Regions from separate parts of the Mus musculus genome. Here region 2 is linked to region 1. Evidence: chromatin contacts called from public HiChIP or PLAC-seq data. All regions are on one chromosome and are shown on one strand. Each heading gives the region's core, a stretch centred on a gene start, on an enhancer-like site or on the middle of the called end of the contact. The rest is flanking DNA. Distances are from core to core; before and after follow the strand shown.

The links. HiChIP or PLAC-seq counts read pairs in DNA pulled down with a chosen protein or histone mark.
Region 2: a FOXA1 HiChIP or PLAC-seq map of pancreatic cancer cells shows a contact between it and region 1. The contact joins two enhancer-like sites. A contact is called at or near these places in 1 of 484 Hi-C or Micro-C datasets (the G1E-ER4 cell line) and 1 of 115 datasets of contacts at active chromatin or transcription factors (pancreatic cancer cells).

Annotation. Positions count from the first base shown.
Region 1 is chr1:90,631,884-90,635,920 of GRCm38.p6, reverse strand. No RefSeq gene overlaps it. Among named protein-coding and RNA genes, the nearest start is that of Gm35242, 15 kb to the left of the region's middle. Within about 2 kb of position 2,065, at least 38 of the 459 cell types and tissues checked have an H3K27ac peak or open chromatin away from gene starts, as enhancers often do. A contact at or near this core is called in pancreatic cancer cells, where this site is marked.
Region 2 is chr1:91,191,820-91,195,856 of GRCm38.p6, reverse strand. The region is part of intron 1 of Ramp1 (receptor (calcitonin) activity modifying protein 1); the gene reads right to left. Among named protein-coding and RNA genes, the nearest start is that of Ramp1, 14 kb to the right of the region's middle. Within about 2 kb of position 2,401, at least 76 of the 459 cell types and tissues checked have an H3K27ac peak or open chromatin away from gene starts, as enhancers often do. A contact at or near this core is called in pancreatic cancer cells, where this site is marked.

The DNA of each region.
Region 1 (4,037 bases), core at 816-3,315:
CAGGGTGAAGCAAGCCAGATAGCATCAAGCATTGGTGAGGACCTGGGCTGAGGACAGCTCCCAGATCCTTGCTCCCAGGAGCATAAACTGGTTCCACCACCTTGGAAATGCCATTGGCTGACCAACAAGGCCAAGGATTCAGAATCCTAGGTGCGGGCTCTCCCTGATGCTTGCTAGAAACATCTAGGACTCTGTCTGTGGATTGAGAATGGCTCTGTGAGAAGAAATGGCTGAGTAACAATCAGGGTCCCACCAGGGAGCAGAAGGAGCCACTCTGACCTGTGACTGAGCTGAGATCCTGTCCCTTCTACTCAGCCTCCTTCCCTTCCTTCCAATCATAGGAGAAGGGCAAGCTTGGGCTCCTTGAGTGGGATGCCCTGCTACCACCAGGGACCACTATAAGAGATCCTCTGAAATGAGGCTGCCATTTTTTTTTTAGTCTCCTACAGCTAGTGGACCACAGGCAGACAAGCCTTGCTCTATGGATATTCTGGGCTGGCCATTTCTCTGTGGGAGGCTGCTCCCTTACAGTATAGGTGGTTCATTTGCATAATTGGCCTTATCTCTGCCTGCTTGATGACAGGATCTCCCTGCACCAGTAACTGGGACAGTCCCAATGTCCCCAGATATTACTGACTGTCCCTGGGAGGGCAAAGTCACCCTGGTTATGGAGGACTACTTTAGGTAGAAGGAAGGCTGTGGACAGATGCTCAGCTCTGCTGGAACACCCATGATGGACTCACAGAGTATCTAGGATGCTTTCTTCAGGAGTTGTGCAGGCAGGTGAGGGCCAGGCAGGATATCTCATATTCCTGCTTCCTGTGCCTTCAGATCACCTGCAAGCCCCACCCAGAACTGAAGACAGGGCTTCCTGTGAAATTCACCCAAAATACAGTATGTTTTTCTTAATCTCTTTAAAAATTTTGTGAGACTACTTAGAATTAAGGAGATCAAGAATGCTAGAATCCAACGGAAGTAATGTAGAGTTCTAGCCACGCTGGTTCCAGCTGGAAAAGACCAGCTTTCTGACCTCTGAGTTTGGTGGTCAGGTATGAAAGTGTGGGAACATGGAGCATGGGCTCTTGAGGAGGAGGAAGAAGGAGGAGGAGGAGGAGGAGGAGGAGGAGGAGGAGGAGGAGGAGGAGGAGGATAAAAGGACAGGGTAAGAGAGAGAGAAGGGAGGAAGAGGGAAAGAGTGGAGAGGAGAGAGAAGATGGGGAGAGGGAGGAGGGGAAGGAAGAGGAGGATACACTGCAGTTCAGCACAGACACAGCTAGGCTTCCAGCTCACACCCATGATCTGTCTTGGGCTGTCAGGCTTTCTGTACCTCCCTTAACACATGCTGTGTCCCCACCTCACCACAGAGGACAAGAATGTCAACAAGGAGTGGCCAGTTCCCTCATTGCTGCCTCTGTTCTATTTGTCCTCAGGACCTGGGCAGTGCTGAGCCTTGTGCCCAGCTGAGAGCAGAACTTGAGACTCTTGTAAACATCTCCTGAGGTAACAGAGGACAGCCCAAGTAAACCAGTAGGCGGGGTCCACAGAAGAAGACTCTGTGGAACCTTAGGGCCAGACCCAGGAGGGCGAGGTGGGTGGAGGAGGCAACCAAGGTGGTCTGTGGAACCAGGCCAGTGTGCTAGCTAGGGCTGCAGAAGTGACGTCATCAGGTGTCAATGGAAGGAGCCTGTTTCAGAGCCTCTCCCAGAGCAAGCACTTGAGGGAGGGTAATATAGGGTGAGGGAAACAGGGATTCATGAGTGTCTTCATACAAGTGTGCCTAACACAGGCTGTCTTACACATACACATGTACAGAGAGTCTCATACACACGCACTCTCATGAACATATAATTCTCCCCATTCATTCATATACACATGCACATTGGCTTACACACACACACACACACACACACACACACACACACACTCCGTCAGTCAGACATCTGCTTTGCCTTTACGGAGACCACAGAATACTCATGTCCCTCTGCAGTTTCCCATCTGTGAGAAGTGCCAGCTTCCAGTCACCCCCATGACTCAGGTCTCCAGAAGGAGGTGCCGTGTGGTTTGGCTCAGATCTGCCCAAATGTTGAGGCCACCTCACCCTGCCTTGAGTCACAGGCTCCTTGTTTGTTCAACCTTCAACAGGCTGGCCTTGTTTCAGGTGCTTTCTTGGGCAGCAGAAGACAGGAAGGGAGCAGGGAGCCACCAAAAGCAAAAGCAGAGGAATTCTTGACAGGTAGTGAAGAGGGAGGGTGGGGCCAGGGATACCCAGTGGGGCACCTTGTGCCCTGCCTGTGGACCTCTGCTGCCCTCTGCAGATCAGGGGAGCCCAGGCATCTTGAGTCTGGCTAACCCTTGAGGCCCCCATCGGAGGCCTGGAATACCTGACTGTAGAGGAGGGTGGGTCTCCAGGCTGGGGAGCCATTGCTACTGACAGATTTCGGTAGGATGGGTGTCATGTCCTTTACAGAAAATACGACCACACCAGATCCTCATGCATGAGCACTGCTGAGTAGACCAAGTAGAAAAGCATCACTGGAGATGGTATGGTGTGTGTGTGTGTGTGTGTGTGTAAGACCCCATGCTAATCCATGTGTGGAAACCAGACATTAGCACTGAGGTCGTCTTCTATCACTCTCTGCCTTACTTTTTGAGACTGTGTCTTTCAGTGGCCCTGGACCTCACTGACTGGCTAGATGAGCTGCTGGTGAGACCCCAGCACCCTCCTGTCTCCTTTCTGTCTGTGGAATTACTGGGTGGTCCCTGAGTCTGGCTGAGGCGCATGCTTGCGTGGGGTGTCTTCCTAACCCCGGCTTATAGAAGGCATTTTTAAAGGTAACTTGACACCTGGACAGGTAAATGTCTGGGAGAAAGGGAGATTGCTAGTGATGGTGTGTGTGTGTGTGTGTGTGTGTGTGTGTGTGTGTGTGTGTGTGTGTGTGTGATATCTGAACAGAAGGAAGCAAGTGCATTGGGGATATGTGGACAGAGTAGTCTAAGTACGCAAAGGTGCAGAGAGTGGAGGGCTCATTACATCCTCTGGTCCCAGGAACCCTGGTCTCTGATTTCAGCTTGGGCAGGCTCAGGCCTGTCAAGGAACGGGGATCCCAGCAGCTTCTGGATCAGCCTTTGTCTCCAGGCAGAGGACCAGACCAAGCTCAGACAGAGGACTACTTCTCCTTCATAACAGCAGTGGTAAATAGGAAGGCCAAATGCTGCTGGTTCTTTGAAAATTATCCCCAAACTAACTTTACCACCGTGTAAGTTACTTTTCTCATGACTGTAACCAAACAAGCCCCTCCACTCCACAGAGAGAGACTGAAGGGAGGAGTGGTTTATTCGGCTCACAGTTTAAGATGGGACATGGCTAAGTCACCATGGGAAAGCATAGCAGCAGAATCCTGTGGTGGCCCGTCACACTACAGTCACGTGGATTGTGAGGTGGCCGGTCACACCCCGCTCACATCCAAGGCAGTGCGGCGAATGCAGGGGCTCAGGCCACCTCTTGTTATTCAGTCCCAGGCCCCGCCCCAGAGGATGGTGCTGCCCACATCCACAGTGGGCCTTCCCTCTCAGACCTTTATGGAAACTTCCTCACAGAGCTGTCTAGAGGTGTCTCCTGGATGCCTGATAGTATCAACCGTCCCAGGCCTAAGGAGACGCCGAGAAGATCATTAGCGTTCATCAGTCACCTGAGTTTGTTAATGAATCCCTCTCTTGCTCTAGCGATGATCTGGAGGGTATTTTCAGAAGTACGTTCTAGACAAAGAAAGCCCTGAAGGAATCAGGGGAGGGGAAATGAAAGGAAGAAAGAGATGGCGTATTCCAGAAGAAATGAAGAAAACTCTCGTGAGCACCTGCTGGAGGCTACATTTGGCTCTGAGCTCTTTATGGCTCTGGAAAAGTAGCAGAAACAACACCTGTGAGGCAGATGGGACCTACCAGACACAGTCCGGACACAGAGACCTGAGGGATTTCTCGTGGTGTGGAAAAGGGACTCCTCCCTGAGAACATTAGTTGGTGCTGTGGGAGACAGAAGT
Region 2 (4,037 bases), core at 1,152-3,651, 560 kb before region 1:
CCTGATCTCTTTGGGTGGAAAGTCCATCCTCACCTCTGTGAGAGGAAGCTAAGGGTACAGTCATCACATCCTTTGCTCAGAGTCTGGCTGCTTAGCCCCCATCCATCCCTCTCCTAGACCACACTGGGCATCTTCTCCTGATGGGGTCCAGCTCTATTCACCAGCTTAGTCCTTATTCCTGGAAGAGGCTCAGTACAGGGATCTAGTACTGCATAGGGCACTGTGGGAGCCTTGCTGGTCCTTAGAAGAGGGATAGGGGAAAGCCTAGTCTTGTTTAACATCCTGTCTCATGAGAATATCAAGTTGTTCCTCACTGCTCTGGGGACCAGGGAGCCCACTGCAGCAATGGGCAGAGTGACCCAAGGACTGAGCCCAGGTCCCAGGCTCAGGAACACGGTCTGGAGAGGTTGGAGACGCAAGGCCCGTAGGCTCCAGACAGCACAGGGGAGCCAGAGCTGGGCTCTTCAGAACTGTTAGCTCCATCATGTTCTATTGAAGGGTGGCCCTATCATAACTATCTATTTACTGATGAGAAAACCGAGGCCTCACATGAGAAAAGAGTTGAAGTGTCAGTGCCAGAGGTGGTGCAGACCAGAGCTGAATTTGGTCCTGGCTCTCATAGCCCAAGATGTAGCTCTGGTGCTGGCTTGAGATAAGACCCTAGAGAAGCTTGGAGTGAAGTCAAAGGGCAAGGCCTGTCCTTTGAGGTTGTCATGGTGGGGCAGGTAAGGAAGAGCTGAGGAGCACAGAGAGGGTGGGGAACAAAGGGACTGGAGGGTACCACCCAGTGTCACCCACAGTGCTGCCAGGAAGGATACATTAATGGGTGGACCATTGGAAGGATACAGATCTGGCATCTGCCAGCCCAGCCCCGGATACTGAGGCCATGGACACAGCAGAGGCACTGAGTAGCTCACAGAGAGCGAGATGTTTCAAGTTGGGCGGAGAACAGGAGGAGAAAGAGTTCTGATCATAGGAACAGAGCCATCAGCTGCCTGACCAGGACAGATGGACCCCAGGGGACAGGAGATATCCATGAGGGCTGAAGCCCAGCTATGCAGCAGAAACTGGAGTATCCCCTAGAAAGTGATCTCCACACTCATGTGCTTGGCCCACCATGGTCTAGGGAAAAGGGCTGGCATAGGACTGCCTGAGTCTGGACAGGGTGCCCAGCATGGCTAGAATCAGTGTTTCTGAAGCCAGGGTGGTATGGCACCGAGCAAAACTTCACAAAGTGGCACACAGTGAATTCCCTGGCAGTGAGTTGGGCGTGGGACCATCCTTGTATGGTAATAACAGACTCTGGAGCATGTATCTTGACAGTGAGGCCAAAGCAGTGAAACTGAAGCCCTACGTTTAATTAAAAATAAAAAGCCAAATAGCACACCAGAGCCCTGTCCCCAGCAGCATGTGGAACCACGTGTGGCCTGGTGGCAGAGCTCTGCAAATCTGAGCTTGCTCTCACTGCAGGCAGACATGCCACCAGGCTAGTGCCAGCCAGTCTGAGACTCCCCACAGGCATCACTAATCAATAGGTCGAGACTGGATAGGGTAGGATACCCTGGGAGGCTAGCCACTCAGGAAGAGGTTGAAGGAGGTTGTGTCAGGATGGTAGGCTTGGCACAGAGATGCCCACAACTCTGAGATGGGGCTGGTGAGGAAAGGAGCTAGGTGTTGGTACACACTAGAGTCCTGAGAACAAAGCTGAGACCTGGGGACTTTTAGGAAAAGCTAAGGAGTAGCCGTCGTGAGTGGAGACCTGTCCAAGGGAAAGGCTGACAGATGGAAATCGCTCTTGGGAGGCAATCCACAGCCTTCAGTGAGAGACCTCTGCTCTTGAGGGGCCATGGAGGGGCTGCTGGAAGTTTTCTGGGCCCAACCTAGAGCCCTAGGAAACACAGAGGACAGCAAGGCACCACTCCCCAGCAAGTACTTGAACTGCACTTGAGCTCATGAAGCAGCCAGTATATGGATGCTCAGGCCACAAGAGTACAGTGAGCACACCTGGGGACCTCGGAGCCAGCAGCGCACACTTGAGGATCATGTCAGCCACAGTGGAGGCTGGGGAAAGGGTAACACCATCTCTGTCCCACCAGGATCCCCTGTGGAAGCCTTCCTGTGGTAGTCAGGAAGCCTCAAATGTACAGCAAGCTCCAGAAGCTGGGATGAGACCTCGTGTGAGTGTCAAGGGTCCTCTCTCCATTTATCCCCTATACTTTATGGCTCCTGGCACCCAGACCTGCCTTGTACCTCATATGACTCCCCCTTTCATGAACTCCGTGCCCCAAGCTGTCCTCCTCCAGCTGCCCATAGCTGCAGGAAGCCAGCACACCCTCCATAGACATAGACACAGCCACATCCGGGGTGCTCAGGGTGAGGGGGCAAAGACTTTTTTTTAAAACCACATTTGCCCTGCTTTCACCTCCCACTCCTTTCTGACTCACAGGGGCAGTCGTCCCTGGCACGCAGCAGAGTGGCACATACATTTTCACCAAATGCCTGAGATACCCACACACCACTGCCAGGAAACACAGCTAGGAAAGGAAGGCAGGGTACCTGGGGTCACCACTGGTGCAAGGTACTGGCTAGGCAATGGAGAGGATCAAGAGTGACTTGGCCTTCCTTCCTGTTCTGGAAGAGTCAGTTTTAGGGCAGAGAAGGGGGTGCCTCAGGGAAGGTTCTGGGTGCCATGCATTAGAACCCGGTGTGTGCTGATGTCGACACCAAGGATCAGCTAAAGAGATCTGGTGTCCCCAAGTCCCCTGTGAAGGGGCCAGGGAGGGGAATAGGAGATGCACTCCTGTCCTGCAGAGCTAGTACACAGGAGAGACTGTGCTGCCTCTGTGGAGAGATGGTCCCCAACAGAAAAGGGCACTTGGAGGCTGGGGGCCCAGAAGGACCAATCATGTCCCCTCCACACTTCCAGGAGAATGCTTCCCCCCACCCCACCCCCAGCATTCTGCCAAGACAAAAATCTCCTGGATAGTCTTTGGGCCTCCCTGGTCTAGCTGTAGAGCTGACCCTACCTGACCTGGTCCTTGTACCTCCCATTCTTCTCAGATCACCCCTCCACCTCCCAAGGGGGAGACTTGCTATGCTCAGCCCCATCTTTCTTCTGCTAGACTCATAAACTCATCCCTTCCTGCCTTGGAGAGTGTGGATTGGGGCCACGGGCAGCTCCGCAGGCAGAGAGTAGTTTCATTTTGTAATTGGAAGAACATCCTAATCTCTCATAAAGAACAAGCAACAACAAACAGTAAAACTGCCTCAAACTTTAAGCTTTGGAGTCAAAAGGCTGACTCTATGTGCAGGCAAATGTAACCACTGGGGACTGCTGCCTCTGAAACCTAGACGGAGACAATGCTGCTCTCTCAGCTGCCTGTCAGGACAGGCGTGCCCCTCGGCTGTGCATAACTTCAGAATTCAGCATCGCTCCTCTGCTCCTTCTCTCTACTACTATATGTGCCTCAGCTGAGCACACATAGCATCACACACAGAGAGAAGCCATCACGAGTGGATGACATCAGAGTGCTAGTGCCGGCTGCCATCCTGAGCGTGCTTACCACAGACGCTCTGGAGATGTGGGCTCAGGACTTCTCAGGTAGCAGTAACCCACAGGGGGTTCCTAGGGGAACCTCTGTCCTCAGAGGCTCTGAGACTCTAGGGCAGTCCTAGCAGATGACGGTCCCTGCCACATCACAACGATGCCCAGAAGTAACCAGGCACCTGGGAGCAGCATTTGCACGACACTACATCAGTGACAGATGGCTCCCACAAAGGAACTGGAGGTGAAGAGAGCAAGGACATCCCGAGAACATGAGGGCAAGCTGAGAACAATCCTCTGCACCATCTTTCCCCCCACACCAGGTCTTCAGGGCATCTTCTGTCTGTGTGGGTGGCTCTGACATCCCTACAGCTCATCCTACACAGTCCTAGGAGAACAAAGGGTTTTCATTGTTTGACACTAATGGTGGCACCCCAGTTTTGTTTTTTTTTTTGAAAAGCTCTGTCTGGAACCTTTTACCTAGTAGAGGAGG